Regions from separate parts of the Neogale vison genome. Here region 2 is linked to region 1. The links are chromatin contacts, called in public Hi-C maps. All regions are on one chromosome and are shown on one strand. Each heading gives the region's core, a stretch centred on a gene start, on an enhancer-like site or on the middle of the called end of the contact. The rest is flanking DNA. Distances are from core to core; before and after follow the strand shown.

Region 1 (3,290 bases), core at 558-3,057:
CTTTCCCACCACCCATTGTTCATTCTCTCTGACAGTTACGTGTTGAGCATTTTCCATGTCAGGCACTGTGCTGGGTGGGGATTTAGCCGTGACTATGCCAGACCCTGGGGTCTCCACATGGGTGGTTAAATTCCTGAATTTCTCTAAATGGAAGTCCTTTGCCTCTTCCAACCCAGAAAAATAGCTATTTGTTGTTATCTCTGTAATGCCAAAAAAATTAGGGGTGAGTGTTGATTCATTTTTCGTCAGCACATCTGGCTTTTAGGTGAAAAGCTCTGCCAGAAATTTTGAAATATCTTGTTACTCTAAACATCAGAAGGCTCGGAGATTTCCCATTATTAATTGGAAATAAAAACTTCTTTGTGGTCCAGAGCAAGGGCAAAATTGTGATTTCACAGGTCAGCAGAAAGCTCACCATCACTGTTTTTGCTTGGTATTAATTTTGAGGGAGTAGGAGGAACAGAAGGAAGGTGGTTTCCAGAATGATAAATCAACGTGGCCATGTAAATGCAGTCAAGGGAGGCAACTGATGTGGTGGAGAGAACATTGCTCAAGTGTGGGCTTGGGCAATCATTTCATCTTTGTGAGCCTCAGTTTCCCTGTATGTAAAACTAGACTAATAGAACTACAGTGTGGTGCAGTTTGAGGTTTAAGAGCGAGCAAGAAAATGGAAACCAGTTAGTACTGTCCAGGGTAAAGGGCCGTTCATCATGGTTTGTGTTCCTGAGACCAGGGATGTGCACTTACCCAGGGGACCGGGAGACTTCCTCCTTTTCTATGTTCTGGGTCCCTTCATAGGTCAGAGGTTGTGGCAGTGGTCAGGAGCTCCGAGGAAACCTGTAGGCGGCTGGGCAGCATGCTCCTTGGGAAATCTATATTCTCTCTGAAATTGCCAGATATTTGCGAGGATTTTCCCCCATTTTCTTTGATGAGCTAATTCTTGTTTCCAGTTTGCAGATCTTTGCAATGCGCAGTTAATTCCAGGGAATAAAGGGTATGGACAGGGGAGACTAGATTTGAGTGTGTGCTTGCCGCTATGTACAGTGGTGTGGAGACTGGGGGCCTTGCTGGTGGCAGCTTTTTGTGGTGGCATTTTGGTGTGTGCCTAACTCCCCGCCTGGCACCAGGCTCCGGGCCACCCTCCGTCTGCCGACACATAACTTCCTCCCCATCTCCAGCGAGGCAGGACGCAGAACCCAGGCCCGGCGGGCGCTCTGCAGCCAGGCCGCCGGCGACCAGCCTGGCCTGGCCCTCTGTGAGGCTCCGCAAGGCTCGGAGGGCCTGGGTGCTGGGCCCCGGGGCCCAAGGTCGCTGGTGCTGGCACTGGCCCCGGCCCCTGTGCGCTCGGGAGCGCGCCGCCAGCCGGCCTCGGGAACTGACCAGGCCGCGTGTGAGCGCCGGGATTCCTGCTCCGGCCTTAAATATGCCGGTTATTTTTATCTCCCTACGTCAGGCGGCGAAGGCCATCCCACCAGTGGCCGCGGCGGCTGCTACACAATGTTTCCCTTTAGTCGGGAGGGGAAATGGAGGGAGGCCAGACTTCCTGATCACATGGTGCTGAAGTCAATGAAAAAAAATTAAGGGGGACCCCTCCCTTTTTCTGCGATGCCCGATCCAGGCCCCCCACCCGCTCCCCCCACCCAGCCCCGTTGGGCTCCGTGCGTCGGGAGCAGCACAGGCTCCAGGCCGAGGGCCAGCGAGGCAGGAGAGAGAAAACATAAACATGAGATTGTTGCAGTAATTGGTGGCTCCGAAAACACTGAGGAAATGAGAGGCTTGTACGAAACATCAGCCGACAAGAAACGGGGTGATGTCAGACAGCCTTCCAGGATTAGAAACCCTTAAAAGCTCCGAGCCCGCGGCCGCTTGCGGAAAGGCACTCGGCTCTCTCTGGGTAGGAAGCCGGATTTCGCCGGACTCCAGGCTGGCGCTTGCCTGGCCGGTGCTGGCTGTCCCCTCTTCCTCTCCCTGTCTCTGACTCCCCTCCTCCCCTTGTCCTTCCTTCTTATTCTTCTTCCTTCTCTTTCTCTTTTTCTCTTTTATATCCTCTCCCTTCTCTATTAGAAAGAAAAAGAGAGTCCATATCAAATGACTTGCATTTCTAACATACCTGGTCCTTTTAAATCTTTCCCTTACTTTGAAACACGAAACTGGACTCAACGCCTCACACCCCCCACAGGGGCAAATGACACTGGTTGTCCCCTGCCCTCCGAGTTTGCTCTTTGTCTTCTCAGTTCTCGCCTGGACGCCCTTTTCTGGGTTAGCCCTATACGCGGCAATAAGGCACAAACATGTGCAAAGGTTGGGAATACACAGGCGCATTTATTAAGGACAAATTCACCAAGAAAATGGGATTAAATCCTTGCAAAAATCTGGCAGTTTCGGAGCAGAATGTAGATTCCCCAGTAGATTGTCACTCAGCCACCCAGTGAATAACCCATTGCTGGGACCTCACTTTCTTTTCATGGGATGATAGGCATTAAGAAGAAGAAAGACACACACAGCGTGTGCACACACACACAAACACATGCACACATGCCACCCACCCTCCCCTTACTCTCCCCTGTGCTTTCCCAGTCCCAGGGCAGCGTAGCTAAAGCCAGTGAACAGGGTCTCTTGCCAGGTCCACTTGGAACCTTCCTGTGTCTTGAAGTTGGAGGCCAAGTCTCATCTGTTCAGTAACACTAAAGGTGCAGCCTCTATGGCTTTCTCTTCTGGTGTTTGCCAGGATTAATGAGGTGATGTTTGGAAAGAGCTTGAGCCCCTACAACCAAAGGCACCCATGACACCTTTTCAAAGAATGATTTATGTCCAGCTTTACCCAAATAGGAACCAAAAGAGAGTTCTCCATTTTCTCATCTTTAGAGCAGATGAATTCAACACCTGGGTCCTTGGTTTGGGGCATTTCAGAAGCTTTAGAATCTGCCTTATTAATTGCTCTGTCACCCTATACCATGAGGGCCAGTCCCTTCCTACCCGGCTTCCTGAGATGCAGAAAAAAGTGTCACATCAAGGTCAAGTCTGTACACCTTTGGAGGAATGGGACTGCTTCCAGAGACTTGGGTTCTCCTTACCGCGGCTCATGGTGAGAACAGCATTCCTTAACCCAAGCCTCTTCCCCACACTCCCATAAATCTTGTGATTTAACCCCCCCCCCCATTCTTGATGCTTCTAAGCTGTAGTAATTTGACCCAAGTGTACTTTTTGGTCTGATCCAATATACCTGTGGCTATACCACCCACCAAGAGGTAGATAACAGCCCTGCTTTCCAGCTCTCATGGGCACATTTT
Region 2 (3,024 bases), core at 476-2,975, 120 kb before region 1:
CCGGCCATAGAGGAGACCGCCGCCGCCAGTGCTGCCCGGCGCCACGCCCGGGTCCCCTCCGGGCCGGATCGGATAACTGAAGCTGCAGGTGGAGGGCGCGCTGGCAGGACCGCTGCTCGATGGGGAGGACGATGACGACGCTGACGCCGACGAGGACACGGTGGCGGCCACCGACTCCGGATGGGACAGCGAATTGGAGAGGATAAAGTCCAGGTCCAAGAGATCGTTGAACTCCTCCGTCTCCCTCCGAGGTAGGAGAGCAGGATTGGTGCCGCCACACGCCGCGCCGACTCCGCCGCTTTCCAGGTCGGTGGCCACGGTCGCCGCCGCCAGGTCGTAGGGGCGGCCGGGAAGCACCGGGGGAAGTCGCTTCATGTGGGAGAGCTCCTCCCGCCAGCGCTGCGGGTATAGGACGGGGGAGAGAAACCGTCGGTACTGCTCTCCTGCTGCCATACCACGTACCGGCGACCCTGCCCGCGCCTATACCGCCCAGGCACCGGGACCAGAAAGACACCAAGCGCCGGCAGGCTCCAGGTGCCAGAGCTGCGATCTCCGCCCATCCCCGGGCCGGAGAGAGGCGGTGCGTCGGTTTGGAGAATACGGTGTCTGCCCGATTGCGTGAGAGCAGGCGCCGCGGCTCGGCAGCTCCGGTGCTTCCCCAGCCATATCCCAGGGACGCTCCAGCCACCCCCTGGAATTGGGACACCGAAGAGCTCCCTATGCGCCCTCGCCACGGATACGCCTACGCGCAAAGCTCACTCGAGCCCAGCCAGTGTCCAGGGACCCAACCACCTCCCGCCCGGTGGCCCCCGCGCCAGCCTTGCAGCCTGCGAGTTACAAGACGTGTGCGGACCGGGTGTGCGCCCCCGGCGGCTCCCCAGCGTCCGGACCACACGCATGTACAACCGAGCCAAAGACACGGAAACCATCGTAAGACGACTGCGGGGCCACTCCTTCCCTCCGCCGGATGGATCTCGAAGACCCCTGGGCTCCGCCCGTCCCTACCCCACCCACATAAGGCCACTGGACGCTGCCGACCTCTCCGGACAGTACTCACGTTATTCGGGGCACCTGCTGGACGCAGTGTCTTCTCCCTTCCCGCGGGGCCGGACGCGAACGTGGAGAAGGACGGGAGCAGTGCGTCGCTGACAGCCATGTCAGACTCGCCAGGTGGCTGCCTGCGGGCCGGGCGGGGCAGAGGCAGGAGTCAGGGGGCCACTCTCGACCGCCGCTCGGACGCGTCCCACCGGACTTCACCACTCCCAACTCCGCGCCCCACGCTGCACCTACCTCATTAATGTGGGGGCCCAGAAGGTCCTCGGGAGTTCAAAGCAGTGGGGGTACCCAAACCCCAAAATTAGGAGGAAAAAAAAAAAACTTAGAAACCAAGCCAAAACCAAAAGCCCAAAATTGCCCGAAATCCTTCTTTGGATTAAATATAAACGGGAGATGCCTTTTTAAGAAAAGTTCCTTTGTACACGAGAGTTCTTAAAAGTTGTAAACTCGTAAAAACAGACGATGAGCAAAGCGCAAAGCGGTAAATAGGTCCGGTGGCCGAACTGCGCTCTCTTCAACTCAGCAGCGTCCTCCACCACTGTCGCGGTCGCCGCGGCTGTCGCCGTGGGCGCTGGGGCTGTGGCCGGGTTGGCGGGCGGGCGGCGCCGCCAGGTGAGACTGGCCGCAGCGGCGCGGATCTGCGGACTGGGCGGCGGCGCGGGGTGCGAAGTCCGGGGGGCTGCGCTGGGCGCGCGCGGCCATGGGCGCTGGCCGCGGGCGGGTGGGTGGGTGGGGGGCCGGAGGGGCGGGGAGGGGCACTTGGCGGCTCCCGGTGCCGCCGCCGCCCGCCACCGCCTCTGCTCCCCGCGCGCCCGCAGCCGCGCTCGCTGTCTCGGGCCGGGGAACTGCCGGCGGCCGCCGCGCGCTCCTTACTTAACTTCTCGGCTCCCGCCCTACCCCGCCTCCTACCCGCTGTACGCTGCGGCCCGCCGCCAGGCCCCGCCCCCTCCCTTTCTTCTCCCCTCCCTCCTACGGCCCCCCCGCGCGTTGCCATGGCAGCTAAATAAACAAACTCGGCGCACGTGGGGGCGGGGGGGAGGGAGGGGCGCGGGCGGGGCCCGGCCGAGCCGTGACGCCAGCCCGGCAGCTGGCGAGCAGGAGCCGCGCTGACGCCGGCGGTGGCGGCCCCGGCGGCGGCGGCTGTCCCGGTGCGGGGCGGTGCGTACTGGGCGCACGTCCGGTTGCTCTGCGACCTGGGCAGTCTGCGTCGCGGTGGTCCGCTCCGGGGGTTTGAAGCCCGTGGCGGAGGAGTCTGGTAGGGGTTGAGGGGTCGGTTCCGCTCCCCCACCCCCGCTCGGGTCCGTGCTTGCGGCGCACTCTGCGCGCGAGAGAAAAGCGCGATTATCCGCGTGACTCACTCAGCTTTCCGTCCCTCCCCTGCGCACGCAGCAGCCCGGCGCTGGTCTCGGATTGCCAGTGCGGGCTCTTGGCTTGGCTTCGCGGGTTTTTCGTAGGTTCTCCGGCCGGGTGGGATGGGGGTGGGAGGCAAGGAAAGGTGGGTGCCCAGCACTGTGACGGAACTGGGAGTCAGAAAAGGCCTGAAAGGGTGGAAAGAGGTTGGAGCGGGAAGCGGAGTTATTGCTTTGATATTTCGGGCAGCCAGAAAGGGAGTGAAAGGGCTTAACACTGATTGTGGGGTGGAGAAGGCATAGGGGCCGTGAGGCGCAGACACCTTTCAGCCCGAGGATCTCAAGGGCGCAAGCCCGCACCCTCCGTTCCACTTTATGGATGGGCAAACTGAGTCATAAAGAGGTGAAACGGCGAGGTAAAGGTCGGACGGGGAGTTCTCTCCCTTGGCTCAGGTTCCGAGCGGTCAAGCCCACCGAGAGGCACTTAGCTGGAAAGTGGCCACGTGCCAAGAAGTGGAGCGGTGCGGGGGGACCCCGGTTCCCGAAAAGGGCACAACGAGCTCGCGGCAGCCGTTCCTGCCCACCGGGAAGAGAAGAGGAAACGGCGATCGTTATTTCA

Evidence for each region. A called contact is a pair of places that touch in the nucleus more often than the background predicts.
Region 2: a contact with region 1 is called in a Hi-C map of fibroblasts, with 3 times the contacts expected there. The contact joins the promoter of KLF4 here to the enhancer-like site in region 1. A contact is called at or near these places in 2 of 3 Hi-C or Micro-C datasets (fibroblasts and muscle).

What each region holds. Positions count from the first base shown.
Region 1 is chr9:24,708,933-24,712,222 of ASM_NN_V1, reverse strand. No RefSeq gene overlaps it. Among named protein-coding and RNA genes, the nearest start is that of KLF4, 120 kb to the left of the region's middle. Within about 2 kb of position 1,807, the one cell type or tissue checked has open chromatin away from gene starts, as enhancers often do. A contact at or near this core is called in fibroblasts, where this site is marked.
Region 2 is chr9:24,831,325-24,834,348 of ASM_NN_V1, reverse strand. It overlaps KLF4 (Krueppel-like factor 4), which reads right to left and starts at 1,725. Exons shown (of 4, transcript XM_044265192.1): 1 at 1,291-1,725; 2 at 1,058-1,178; 3 at 1-399. The coding sequence starts at 1,295.